2 separate regions of the Ovis aries genome follow, and region 2 is linked to region 1. The links are chromatin contacts, called in public Hi-C maps. All regions are on one chromosome and are shown on one strand. The core of a region is the stretch at or near the end of the contact, and the rest is flanking DNA. Distances in the headings are between cores, read along the strand shown.

Evidence for each region. Hi-C and Micro-C count contacts between places; a contact is called where the count stands out from the background.
Region 2: a Hi-C map of skin fibroblasts shows a contact between it and region 1, with 2.9 times the contacts expected there. The contact joins the promoter of CHSY3 here to the promoter of HINT1 in region 1. A contact is called at or near these places in 2 of 16 Hi-C or Micro-C datasets (skin fibroblasts and tail adipose tissue).

The regions. Positions count from the first base shown.
Region 1 is chr5:21,044,327-21,050,754 of ARS-UI_Ramb_v3.0, reverse strand. HINT1 (histidine triad nucleotide binding protein 1) reads right to left here and starts at 4,293. Exons shown (of 3, transcript XM_012178158.4): 1 at 4,179-4,293. The coding sequence starts at 4,289.
Region 2 is chr5:22,034,971-22,041,796 of ARS-UI_Ramb_v3.0, reverse strand. It overlaps CHSY3 (chondroitin sulfate synthase 3), which reads left to right and starts at 4,520. Exons shown (of 4, transcript XR_009600667.1): 1 at 4,520-5,687.

The DNA.
Region 1 (6,428 bases), core at 3,044-5,543:
AGGAAAAGGAACAAGTGCAGTAAATGATTATCACAGAAAAACCTAATTTTGATTGGGTGGTCAAGGGCAACCATTCTGAGATAGCTACATTTTAACCAAGATCCAAAGGTTAAGAAGCAATTAGGCATGCTAATCATTGTCTGCTATTCCAGTATATTCTCATGCAACTTTTCCTGCTCAAGTCATACTGTCCACCTCTCTCCACCCTCAAGGCTTTCTCAACTGATTTTCCCTCTACTGCAAAGATCCTCTTTTTCCACAACCCCAACTTTTGTCTAACTTAAACTACTATTCATTCCTCAGCTAGTAGCATATACATCATTTCTAAAGGAGATTTTTTAAAAATTTTGAATTTCATATTTTTTATTGAAGTATAGTTTGGAGGGGGGTTGGCTTTCCTGATAACTTAGTTGGTAAAGAATCTGCCTGCAATGCAGGAGACCCTGGTTCAATTACTGAGTCAGGAAGATCTGCTGGAGAAGGGATGGGCTACCCACTCCAGTATTCTTGGGCTTCCCTTATGGCTCAGCTGATAAAAATCCGCCTGCAATGCAGGAGACCTGGATTCAGTTCCTGGGTTGGGAAGACCCTCTGGAGAAGGGAATGGCTACCCACTCCAGTATTCTGGCCTGGAGTAGTCCATGGACGTATAGTCCATGGGGTCACAAACAGTTGGACAGGATTGAGCGACTTTCACTTTCACAGTTGATTTATAGTGTTGTGCCAGTCTCTGCTGGACGGCAAAATGATTCAGCTATACACATACACATTCTTAATACTCTTTTCCATTATAGTTTATCCCAGGATACTGGATATAGTTCTCTGTGCTATACAGAGTAGGACCTCGTTTATCCATTCTAAATGCAATAGTTTGCATCTACAAATCCCAAACTCCCATTCCACCCCCTCCCTCCCCTCTTCTCCTTGGCAACCGTAAGTCTGGATCTCTGTCTGTGAGTCTTATTTCTGTTTTGTAGATAGGTTCATTTGTGCCATATTTTAGACTGCACATATAAGCGACATCATATGGTATTTGTCTTTCTCTGACTTAATTCACTTAATGTGAAGATCTCCAGTTGCATCCATGTTGCTGCAAATGGCATTATTTCCCTCCTTTCGTGGCTGAATAGTATTCCTTGTATATACATGCACCACATCTTCTTTATCCATTCACCTGTTGATGGACATTTAGGTTGTTTCCCTGTCTTGGCTACTGTGAATAGTTTTGCTATGAACACAGAGGTGTATTTATCTTTTTGAATTATGGTTTTGTCTAGGTATATGCCCAGCAGTGGGATTGCTGGATCATATGGTAATTCCATTTTTAGTTTTCTGAGAAACCTCCATACTGTTTTCCATATGGCCATACTAACAGCCTAAGACAGTTCCCTTTTCCCCATACCTTCTCCAGCATTTTTCAGAGTTTTTAATGACAGTCATTCTGATTCATTACAGTTTTGATTTGCATTTTTTAAATACTTAATGATGTTGAACATATTTTCATGTGCCTACTGGCCATCTATATGTCTTTGGAGAAATGTCCCTTAAGGCCTTCTGCCATTTTTTGACTGGGGTATTTTCTGTTGTTGAGTTGTATGAGCGATTCATCTATTTTGGAAATTAAGCCCTTGTCAGTTGCATAGTTTGCAAATATCTTCTCTCAGTCATAGGTTGTCTTTGTTATGGTTCCTTTGCTATGCAAAAGCTTGTAAATTTGATTAGGTTCCATTTATTTTTTTATTATTTATTTATATGGCTGTGCTGGGTCTTTGCTGCTGCATGCAGGATCTTTAGCTGTGGCATGCAAACTTTTAGTTGCAGCATGCGGGATCTGTTGTGTGTGTGCTTAGTCACTTAGTCGTGTCTGACTCCTTGTGACCCCACAGGCCCCATGGACTACAGCCCGCCAGGCCCTTCTGTCCATGAGGATTCTCCAGGCAAGAATACTGGAGTGGGTTTCCATGCCTTTCTCCAGAGGATCTTCCCAACCCAGGGATCAAACCCAGGTCTCCGGCAATGCAAGCAGATTCTTTACCATCTGAGCCATCAGGGAAGCCCATTCCCCGATTAGGGATCAAACCCAGGCTCCCAACATTGTGAGTGCAAAGTCTTAAACCACTGTATCTGTTTATTATTTTTATTTCTATTGCCTTGGGAGACTGACCTAGGAAGACATTGGTATGATTTATGTCAGAGAATGTTTTGCCTTTGTTCTCTTCTAGGAGTTTTATGGCGTCATGTCTTAGGTTTAAGTCTTTTAAGATATTTTGAGTTTATTTTTGAGTATGGTGTGAGGAGGTGTGGTCACCTTCATTGATTTACATGCAGCTGTCCAACTTTCCCACAGAGTCCAACAGGACTGAAGCGACTTAGCAGCATCAGCAGCAGTCCAACTTTCCCAGCACCACTCAAAGCAAATCTTTTGATTCCAGTGCCCCCCCTTCCAGAGGGTGGGAGCCCTAGTTGTGCAATTTCCTGGTTTTTTCCTTTATGGCAGTGGTCACTTTTATAATGAGAAATTTGCTGATTATCTAACACTGATTTCTTCCCACTTTACTCAACTACTTAGGAAATATATCTATTTTGTAGAAATGAAGAGGATAGATAACATTTAGACTAATTACATACCCCTTGAATAGTTTTGAATCTTGTTCTCTAGTGAAGGCAGAAGCTTCTTAATAGAACCTTTTCCTGCTTAACTGTCTCCAGGTAATTATACTTGGTGCTCTGTACAAATATGCTGTATCATGATTGCTTCTTGCTGTTATACTGTTGGAACTCAGATGGTTCAAAAGTCAGTATCTCAACGATCACTTATTAAAAGCAACCAGAAGTATTTTTGGAGAAGGCAATGCCCACTCCAGTACTCTTGCCTGGAAAATCCGATGGACCGAGGAGCCTGGTAGGCTGCAGTCCATGGGGTCGCTAAGAGTCAGACACGACTGAGCGACTTCACTTTCATGCATTGGAGAAGGAAATGGCAACCCACTCCAGTGTTCTTGCCTGGAGAATCCCAGGGATGGGGGAGTCTGGTGGGCTGCGGTCTATGGGTTCGCACAGAGTCGGACACGACTGAAGCGACCTAGCAGCAGCAGCAAAAGTATTTTTAAAGAAATACACATTTTCTAAAACAAAAGCATTTCCCTAACAGATAAGAAGGGTATTTAAATAAATTCACCTCGAGGAATTACAACTTAGGTGTTTTGAATCTAAGAACACTACTAGTAGCATGTTCCCTTATAGTCTGTATTTCATAGTGAATTTATTAAAAAGTTTACAAAACTTTTATGTAAATCAGCCATCCTGTCCAGCTTTATCTGAGATCCAAAATATAACCTCCCACCAAATATTTTACACAACATGTCTCAAAGTCAAATGAACTCGGCCTTTCTAAAACAATTTCAACCTACAATGAGGTCAAGAAAAACGACACTCAATCTTTTGGCATAAAACTACTTCCTGTAAAATACTGAAGGAATACTTCGGTATTCCTTCCTGGGAGGGACTAAAGGAAAGCAAATCCCAGAAGCAGGTTCACTCTTGGGAGTTCGAGGCCCGGGAAGAGGAGGGGAAGGAGAGTGGGGGTCAAGGGGTGGCCGTCGGTGAGCGTCCCTCGCGGAGGCCCAGGGCGTCTGCGCCGCCCCCAGGCCGTGCGCCCCCGGCCTCTAGCGCAATGCGGCGGGGAGAGGCGCCCGGAAACGTCCCCTGCTGTGAGCGGGAGATCGCGGAGATTGGGCCCGAGTCAGGGTGCGATCGGGTTTCTCCCTGTCAGGCAGAGCGCTGGCGAGATTGTCAGATTCCTTAAACAGTCGAAGTACGAGGCAGCCCGGGAGCCGGCGGGCGCCCGTGCCGAGGACCCGGAGCGGTCCCCCCACCCCCAGCCCAAAGCGCCCAGACCCCGCGTTGCGGGCCCGCGAGCGCCCGGCGGCCTGGCCCGCGCCCCGGGCTGATAACGCGTAACTGGAGCGCCGGCACGCGCCGGCCGGCCACCTCGGAGCGACCGCGGCCCTGCCCGCTGGCTGGGGGCCCGAGGCCGAGGCCGCAGGAGAGGGCCCCGTGTCTTCCCTTCTCCCCGGCGCCCGCCGACCCTTCCCATCCCTCCCCTCCGCGGGAAACCCGCGTGTCCACAGGCGCCTGCCCCGCCTCAGCCCACGAGCGAGGCGGCGCCCGGAGCCTACCTGGTCATCCTCATAAATGATTTTGGCGGGGATTTCCTTGCGAATGATCTTCCCGAAGATCGTGTCGCCGCCAGGCCGGGCGACCTGAGCCTTGGCGATCTCATCTGCCATCTCTGCCTCCCTCCCGTGCAGCCGGCGGGGGAGAAGGTCGGGAGGAGGGAGGAGCCGAGGGCGCGGGCCGAGGGCGGGAGCGCGCCGACAAGCTTGCGCAGGGATCGCCGCTAGCACGCCCCAGCAACTCGTGCGCATGCGCACTGGCGACTTGCGCTCGGGTGTTGCCTTGCGCGCCGGAGCTCTAGGGGAACCCGGGAGCGAGACCCAGCCAAACAGAGGTTCTCGATATCAGGACCCAGCAATCGGCACCAAGGTCGTTTTTCTTTCTTCCTTTCTTGTCTCTCGAGGAGCGTAGTTACTGCAGTAAGCCCTTCGCTTGTCTTATGGACGCTTGTAGGAAAAATTGGATACTGTAACTGAAAAGATCTGAAACTTAAGCAGTGCTGGCCGTTTTTGCTGGCAGAGACACCGTGATACTTGGTTTCTCAGCTACATAGGTCTTAGCTCCAGCAAGTAAGCCCCCTGCATTAATTTTCTTTTTCTAGCAGTGGTTCACAACCTTGACTGCACGTTACAGTTAGCTGGGTAGCATGTAAAAAAATCTCTGAACTTCGCCACACCCCAGATCAGTTAAATCAAACTCTGGAGGCATCAGTAGTTTGTAAACCTCCCTAGGTGGTGGTGGTGGTGGTGGTTTAATCACGAAGTCTTGTCCGACTCTTGTGACCCCATGGACTTAGCCCACCAGGCTCCATGGGATTCTCCAGATAAGAATACTGGAGTAGGTTGTCATTACCTTCTGCAGGGGAATCTTCCCCACCCAGAGATGCAACCCATGTCTCCAGCGTTGCAGGCAGATTCTTTACAGATTCAGCCACCAGGGAAGCCAAACCTACGTGGACTGTTCTGCAAAGAATTATTCCCAGCAGTAATCAACATAATGTAAGATGCCCCACCATAAAGAAGCAACACCTTTCTTAACCCCCACATACCCCTCCATATCTTTGCTCCTTTTAGGAAGAGTTTTCTATATATTTTGTCTACTTTATAGTTCTTTTTTGAAATTATTTGCCGTTTATCAAGATCACTAAGGACCTCCACTTACAATATCCTATTCAGTTCAGTCGCTTGGTCCTGTCTGACTTTGCGACCCCATGAACTGCAGCATGCCTCCCTGTCCATCACCAACTCCCAGAGCTTCCTCAAATTCATGTCCATAGAGATGGTGATGCCATCCAACCATCTCATCCTGTCATCCCCTTCTCCTCCTGCCTTCAATCTTTCCCAGCATCAGGGTCTATTCCAATGAGTAAATTATTTGCATCAGGTGGCCAAAGTATTGGAGTTTCAGCTTCACTATCAGCCCTTCCAATGAATATTCAGGACTGAATTCCTTTAGAATGGACTGGTTGGATCTCCTTACAGTCCAAGGGATTCTCAAGAGTCTTCTCCACTACCACAGTTCAAAAGCATCAATTCTTCAGCACTCAGCTTTCTTTAGAGTCCAACTCTCACATCCATACATGACTACTGGAAAAATCATAGCTTTGACTATATGGACCTTTGTTGGCACAGTAATCTCTCTACTTTTTAATATGCTGTCTAGGTTGGTCATCACTTTTCTTCCAAGGAGCAAGCGTCTTTTAATTTCACGGCTGCAGTGATTTTGGAGCCCCCCAAAATAAAGTCAGTCACTGTTTCTCTTATTTCCCCATCTATTTGCCATGAAGTGATGGGACTAGATCTTCGTTTTCTGAATTTTGAGTTTTAAGCCAACTTTTTCACTCTCCTCTTTCACTTTCATCAGGAGGCTCTTTAGTTCTTTGCTTTCTGCTATAAGGGTAGTGTCATCTGTGTATCTGAAGTTATTGATATTTCTTCCGGCAATCTTGATTCCAGTTTGTGCTTCATCCAGCCTAGCATTTTGCGTGATGTACTCTGGATATAAGTTAAATAAGCAGGGTGACAACATACAGCCTTGACGTGCTCCTTTCCCAATTTGGAACCAGGTCACACAACATCCTATAGGCAATTCCAATTGCCATTATACTTGACTTCTTGGCAACATTTGCCTCTGTGACCATTCCTTCTTTTCAGCAACAGCCTTTACCCTCCTACCTCTCTGGATGCTTTTTTTCCTTCAGAGTGAGCCTTCTGTTCCAGGCCTCTCAGTGTGGATTCCATTCCTGGCCCTCT
Region 2 (6,826 bases), core at 3,271-5,770, 990 kb before region 1:
TGGTCTTGAAAAACATAAATAAAAACCAAATCACCACTTAACACCTTCATTGTCACTCAGAATAAAAGAAATTCTTTTCAAATGTCTTCCAGGCTCAGAATATGCACTGTCCAATATAGCAGGACTAGCTACATGCATCTACTGAACACTGGGAATGTGGTTGGCTTGCACTGAGATGTGCTCTAAGTGTGAAAAAGACAACAGATTTGGAAAGCAGAACTGGTTAAAAAATAATGTAAATTTTCACAGCAAAAATTTAATACTGATTACTTGTTGCCATGATAATATATTGTATATATTGAGTTGAATGAAATGTGTTATTAGAATTAATTTCACTTTTAAAAATTGCAGCTACACGAAAAATTTAATTGAGGTTATAGCTCACATTATAATTCTACTGAACCACACTAGCTTAAATAATTAGCAAGTCACCAACTCCCTTCCCTTTTCAACTTATATTGGTCTCTTTGCTGTTCTAAGATTTACCATCTCAGGCCTTTGTGTTGACTATTCTGTCTTCCTGGACAGTCTTCTCTTGGATATACTTAGAGTTAGTTTCCTCACTTTTCTTTTGTTCTCTGCTAAACTTCTCAGAAAGAACTTCTCTGACCAATACATTTAAAAAGGCCCCATCAATCCCACTGCTGGGCATACACACCAAGGAAACCAAAATTGAAAGAGACACATATACCCCAATGTTCATTGCAGCACTGTTTATAATAGCCAGGACATGGAAACAACCTAGATGTCCATCAGCAGATGAATGGATAAGAAAGCTGTGGTACATATACACAATGGAGTATTAGCCATTAAAAAGAATACATTTGAATCAGTTCTAATGAGATGGATGAAACTGGAGCCGATTATAGAGTGAAGTAAGCCAGAAAGAAAAACACCAATACAGTATACTAACACATATATATGGAATTTAGAAAGATGGTAATGATAACCCTGTATGTGAGACAGCAAAAGAGACACAGATGTATAGAACGGACTTTTGGACTCTGAGGGAGAGGGAGAGGGTGGGATGATTTGGGAGAATGGCACTGAAACATGTATACTATCATGTAAGAAACAAATCTCCAGTCTGTGTTCGATATAGGATACAGGATGCTTGGGGCTGGTGCACGGAGATGATCCAGAGAGATGATATGGGGGGGGAGGTGGGAGGGGGGTTCAGGATTGGGAATTCATGTACACCCGTGGCAGATTCATGTCAATGTATGGCAAAACCAATACAGTATTGTAAAATAAAGTAAAAATTAAAAAAAAAAAGGCCTCATCTGACACAAGCGCACATCCACTATATTTTTTTCAAAATAATTATCACCTGGCATATTATACATAGAGGGGTGGGTGTGTGTGTAATCGCTCCTTCAGTTCAGTTCAGTTCAGTTGCTCAGTTGTGTCTGACTCTCTGCCACCCCATGAATCGCAGCACGCCAGGCCTCCCTGTCCATCACCAACTCCCGGAGTTCACTCAGACTCACGTCCATCGAGTCAGTGATGCCATCCAGCCATCTCATCCTCTGTCATCCCCTTCTCCTGCTGCCCCCAACCCCTCCCAGAATCAGAGTCTTTTCCAATGAGTCAACTCTTCGCATGAGGTGGCCAAAGTAGAATATAATCCCCACGAATTCAAGGGCTTTGACTGTTTTGTTTGCTGTTTCTTTAGAATAGTATCTAGCTTATTATAGACACTAAATAAATATTTGTTAAATAAAAAGTGGAATATCATCAAAAATAAGCAAGGTGATATCAAAGAGATTTTATTATGAAGGGTTAGAAAATGAGAACAAACATTTCCTGAGCGCCTAAACGAACTAGACACTGTGCTAAGTATTTACATATAATATCTTAATAAATCCCCACAGAAATGTACTTATATTCAGATGAGAAATCTGAAGCTCAGATAATTTAAATAATTTTCCCAAGGTCACTTAGCCAGTATGGAACATCATTTTCCATTCTTTTCATTTTATTTCAGTGTCTAAAAATGAATTCTCTGGCTCCCAGACTGAATTAGATGATCTTGTCAATACCCTTTGAGTACTCTACACTTTCCCTTCATATCAATTGTCATCATGGTAATTCATTTTGTATTGCGGTATTTAATGTCTGTCTTCTTCATGGTACTGTAAACTTCAGATAGGTGGCAGTGAGTATCTTGTGATATTTCCGTGTCTAGAGCCTCCCACCTTGTCTAATGTTTAGTTTTGTACACATAGATATTAAATAAATGAATAAATGAAGTTCACTTTATCCCAAAATAGTGTAAAAGTTGACAAGTAATTTATCTGTGCCTGATGAGAATTAATGATTTTCAGATCAACTACATGAACCGCATCCAGTGGAAGGATGAGCAGTTGGATATCCTGGTGTGTTGGTGGACTCTTTGTTCTTTACAACAGACCACAGGTAGGGGGACACTAAATATTATGAATTTCCTCTTGAAATGTGCTATCCAACATGGCAACCCCCTAGTCACATGGAGCGACTTAAATCAATATTAATAATAAATAAAATTGAAAATTCCTTGCCCAACCATTTAGCGAACTGCTCATTGGCATTTGGCTGCCTTATTGGATAGCACAGACAAAGAAAATTCCATTGTAGGAGAGTTCTATTGAACAGCACTGCTTTAGAAAGCTTAAAATGTCCTTGGGAAGATGTAGTTTTAAATCAGAAGGGGCCTGTTTGTTTGTTAGTTTTGTATTCTAGCATTAAACTTCGAGAAAGAGTTAGATAATCTGTATTCCCAAGTGTTTCTGGGCAAGACCTAGACATGGAAAAGGAGCTTCATTGTCCAGCAGATGAAACATTTAGTCAGACGTGCTCCTGCACAGCCAGTGACTGGTGTGGAAAGAACCACCCCTCCAAAGGCTCCAGGCAGGCCTACTGTTCCAAGGACGCTGCCAGCACCTTGCTGGATCCAGCCCTATGTCTAATGCCATTCAATACCATCCCTTTGCATTTGATGTACTAAACAGAAGACTGACATTTGGAGAAGAGGAAAGTGCTTAGGATGCCAAATATACCTCAGACTGTAGTTAGATTCACAATTTCTAGAGAGAAAGCTTTTAAATGTTCCCTTCTTCCAAATGTCAGTTATCTTCAGGTGATTTCTTCATAATATAACTTTTAAGCCATTTTGGCCAATACAAGTTAACCTTTTTTGAGATTTTGTTGCTGGAGATTTCACCTCCCTAACTGGAGAGGTAAAACATTTTCTGCCGTTGCCTTAGTAAAGAAAATGCTTTATAGACACGAATAAACATTCTATTTTCTGTGGTTCAGACTGTAAAGCGTCTGACTACAATGCGGGAGACCTGGGTTCAGTCCCTGGGTTGGGAAGATCTGGAGAACGAAATGGCAACCCACTCCAGTATTCTTGCCTAGAGAATCCCATGGATGAGGGAACCTGGTAGGCTACAGTCCATGGGGTCCCAAAGAGTCGGACACGACTGAGCGGCTTCACTTTCACTTTAAGTTCTGGGGTGGGGTGATAAGACTTTTCTTAGTTTCAATCTTCTGTTATTTGTTCACATTTCTCCATCATTTACCAATCCTTCTAAGCTAGTCTCTACCAAGAATGCAAATAAGTTCTAGCCATGAAACCAAAGGAGAGCTGAGGAGTGGACCACTAGGAGCCTCACATGCCCCAACTATACAGGTGGGGAAGATGGAATGTTTATTGTCTTTGGGGATTAAGCCCCAACTCACTGTGACCTCCTGTAGCCTTTCAGGGTAGGTATTTCTAGTCCCTCCAAGATTTTTTTAGGAGGGACAATGGTGCTTCTGTGCACGGCTGGGGAGTAGCTTTGAAAGTGGTGAAGGATGCAGGTAGGGACTGGCGAGTTGGTAAGGCTGGGTGGAGAGGTGCTAGGGTGGGACAGATGGTTTCCTGAACAGTGAGCGGGATAAGCAGAGAGTAGACACGAAGTGGCAGCCGCGAGACTAAAGCGAAAAGGACCGAAAAACGCGAAGACCGGAGCCGGGGCGGACCTGGGCGGGGCAGAATGGGGAAGGGTCACGCCGGGACTTACCCGGCTGCGGGCCGGGGGAGAAGAGTGGGGAGGGAGATGCGGGCGCTCGCCCGGGGATCTGGGACCCGAGCTCAGCCGATGAGGTCAGTGGAGCCGACGTGGTGGGAGGGGGGCGACGGAGCCCCCGGACGCGGGTGTGTTGCGAGGCCGGCGGAGGGGCGGGACGGGACGGGAAATGGGACGGCGAACTAGGACCCGGGGAGGAGGCACGAGGGGGCGTTGGCGCTGAAAGCTGGAGGCGGCCCGACCGAGATCGTTTCCTTCCGGAGAGGAGGCCGGCTCTGGACCGAGGCGCGGGCGGGGGGCGTCCACGGGCGGGTAACGGGAAAATACCGCGGCCCGCGCTTCCCCGCGGCTGGCAGTGGTGGTGCTCGTGGCTCCTCCTCCGGGCCAGTCCGGAGCTTGGCGGCGGGGGGGTGGGGAGCGAGGGTGGGGGTTCGGGAAGGAGAGAGGAGGGAGGGACCAGCCGCGCCAGTGACAGGGTGGCAGCCTAGGAGCGGACGCGTTGCCGCCGCCGCCGCCGCCGCCGCCGCTCCACCTCCTCGTCCTCCTGCAGCTCCTCTCGCTGCCGCCGCCGCCGAATCCGTCGGGAGAAGTTTCACTCCCGACCCTCGCTCGGAACCCGGACCCGGAGCGGAGCGGGGAGCTCGGCGGGCAGCTGCAACGCGCTGCCGGCTAGGCGCCGGGAGCGCTCCGACCTCGATCAGGAGTCGGAGCCTGGGCAACCGGCAGCGGCCCGGGCTGGGGGCGTGGAGGCGGAGGAGGGGTGGGTGTGAACCGAGATACCCGCGCCCAGCGCCGCGGCCACTCAGCCAGCGTCCGCGCCCCGGGCAGCCGCGATGGCCGTGCGCTCCCGCCGCCCGTGGATGAGCGTGGCACTGGGGCTGGTGCTGGGCTTCACCGCCGCGTCCTGGCTCATCGCCCCCAGAGTGGCGGAGCTGAGCGAGAGGAAGAGACGCGGTTCCAGCCTTTGCTCCTACTACGGCCGCTCGGCCGCTGGCCCCGGCGCACAGCAGCCGCTCCCCGAGCCTCATGCTCGGCAGCGGCCAGGGCAGTCGCCGCCCCCAGCGCGCCAGGAGCTCCGGGGGCCGCAGCTGCCTGAAGCAGCGCCCGGGGTAACCAGTTTTCGGAGCAGCCCTTGGCAGCAACCACCTCCGCTGCAGCAGCGGCGGCGAGGACGCGAGCCCGAAGGCGCGACGGGGCTCCCCGGAGCCCCGGTGGCTGAAGGGGAACCAGAGGAGGAGGATGGGGGCGCGGCTGGGCACCGGAGAAGAGGCCAGCCGGGGAGTAGCCACAACGGCAGCGGGGACGGGGGCGCCGCTGCCTCTAGCTCGCGACCCCGCGATTTCCTGTACGTGGGGGTGATGACCGCGCAGAAGTACCTGGGCAGCCGCGCGCTGGCAGCGCAGCGGACTTGGGCGCGCTTCATTCCCGGCCGCGTGGAGTTCTTTTCCAGCCAGCAGCCCCCCAACGCTGGAGTTGGCCAGCCCCCGCCACCCCTGCCTGTCATCGCGCTGCCTGGGGTGGACGACTCCTACCCTCCCCAGAAAAAGTCCTTCATGATGATCAAGTACATGCACGACCACTACCTGGACAAGTATGAGTGGTTCATGCGCGCGGACGACGATGTCTACATTAAAGGTGACCTCCCAGCGCCAGCTGTCCCGCCTCCCCGCCTCCTTTCTCTGCAGCCAGCCCCAATCCCTGCCCAGCCCCGATCCCTGCCCAGCCCCTGTCTTGCTTCTCTGCCTGCACGTGCTTCGGGCTCCTGCAGCCCCTAGCCGGTCGCCCCCACCTCTCGCCTCCGCCCACCATTCCAACTCTGCTCCTCCTCCTCTGCTGCGGGTCTGGACCCTCCTCAGACCTGCCTGGCTTTTTTTTTTTTTTTCCGCCTTCCTCACTCTTGCTGCTCTGGTTTCCGCCCATCGCTTGCTGCTCCTCCTTACCGTGTAGGAAGGTGAGGAAAGGGGCCTCGGGGTTAAACCTGAGGCTATTCCCATTCTACCCTGCCAGGTGGTGGTAGTTTCCCACGTTGGCCCAGAGGGGCGTGTCCTCCGTGGAGAAAAGGAGGGTGGAGCATTCCGCGAGAGCCAGACGGGCAATCGGTGATCTTCGCTATTCCCCTACCCTTTTGTTTTAACTAAATCTAGCTTAGTTTCGGGACTGGTGAGAGCGAGGAACCGTCCTCGTCCCAAACCCTTTCCTGTGCGTTTCCTTCCCTTTAGCACCACCCGCCGCGCAATGGGAGTCCTTGGGCACCCCAACCACTCCAGCGGGCAGCTCCTTCCAGCCTCCACAGTGGAGTAGCAAGCCCTTCCCTACCCCTTGGCAACAGCTCAGTAAACCCCAGAGGGGATGACTATATTGACAGGAATTAGCGGTGGAGGGAAAGGGGACGGCGCACGCGAATTATCCAGACCCTAGGAGCTCCAGCCTGTACCAGCACTCACTAGTGTGGATCCCTTCCAGTCTGTTTCGGTGGTTGCGGCGTTAAGCAGAGGCTGGAAGTCCTTCCCCAAACCACGCGCAGCCCCAGCACGAAAAAACTTTGTCAGTTTTAAAAGAGGCGCCGTCCTTCACCCTGAGTGTGAGTGGCTCTGGCCAGAGATTGCTAAACTCAGCGAAAGAATGTTCCTTAGAGCAGGAGGAAATCTTTCCAGCCCTGTTCTTTGCAGAGAGGTACACAAGGGAAGTAGCAGGCTTGTACTGAAGGACGTGTTTCTTTCCACATTTCCTAGCTTCTTGGTCAAAGGGGGGCGGCCCTTACTCAGTTTCCCCCA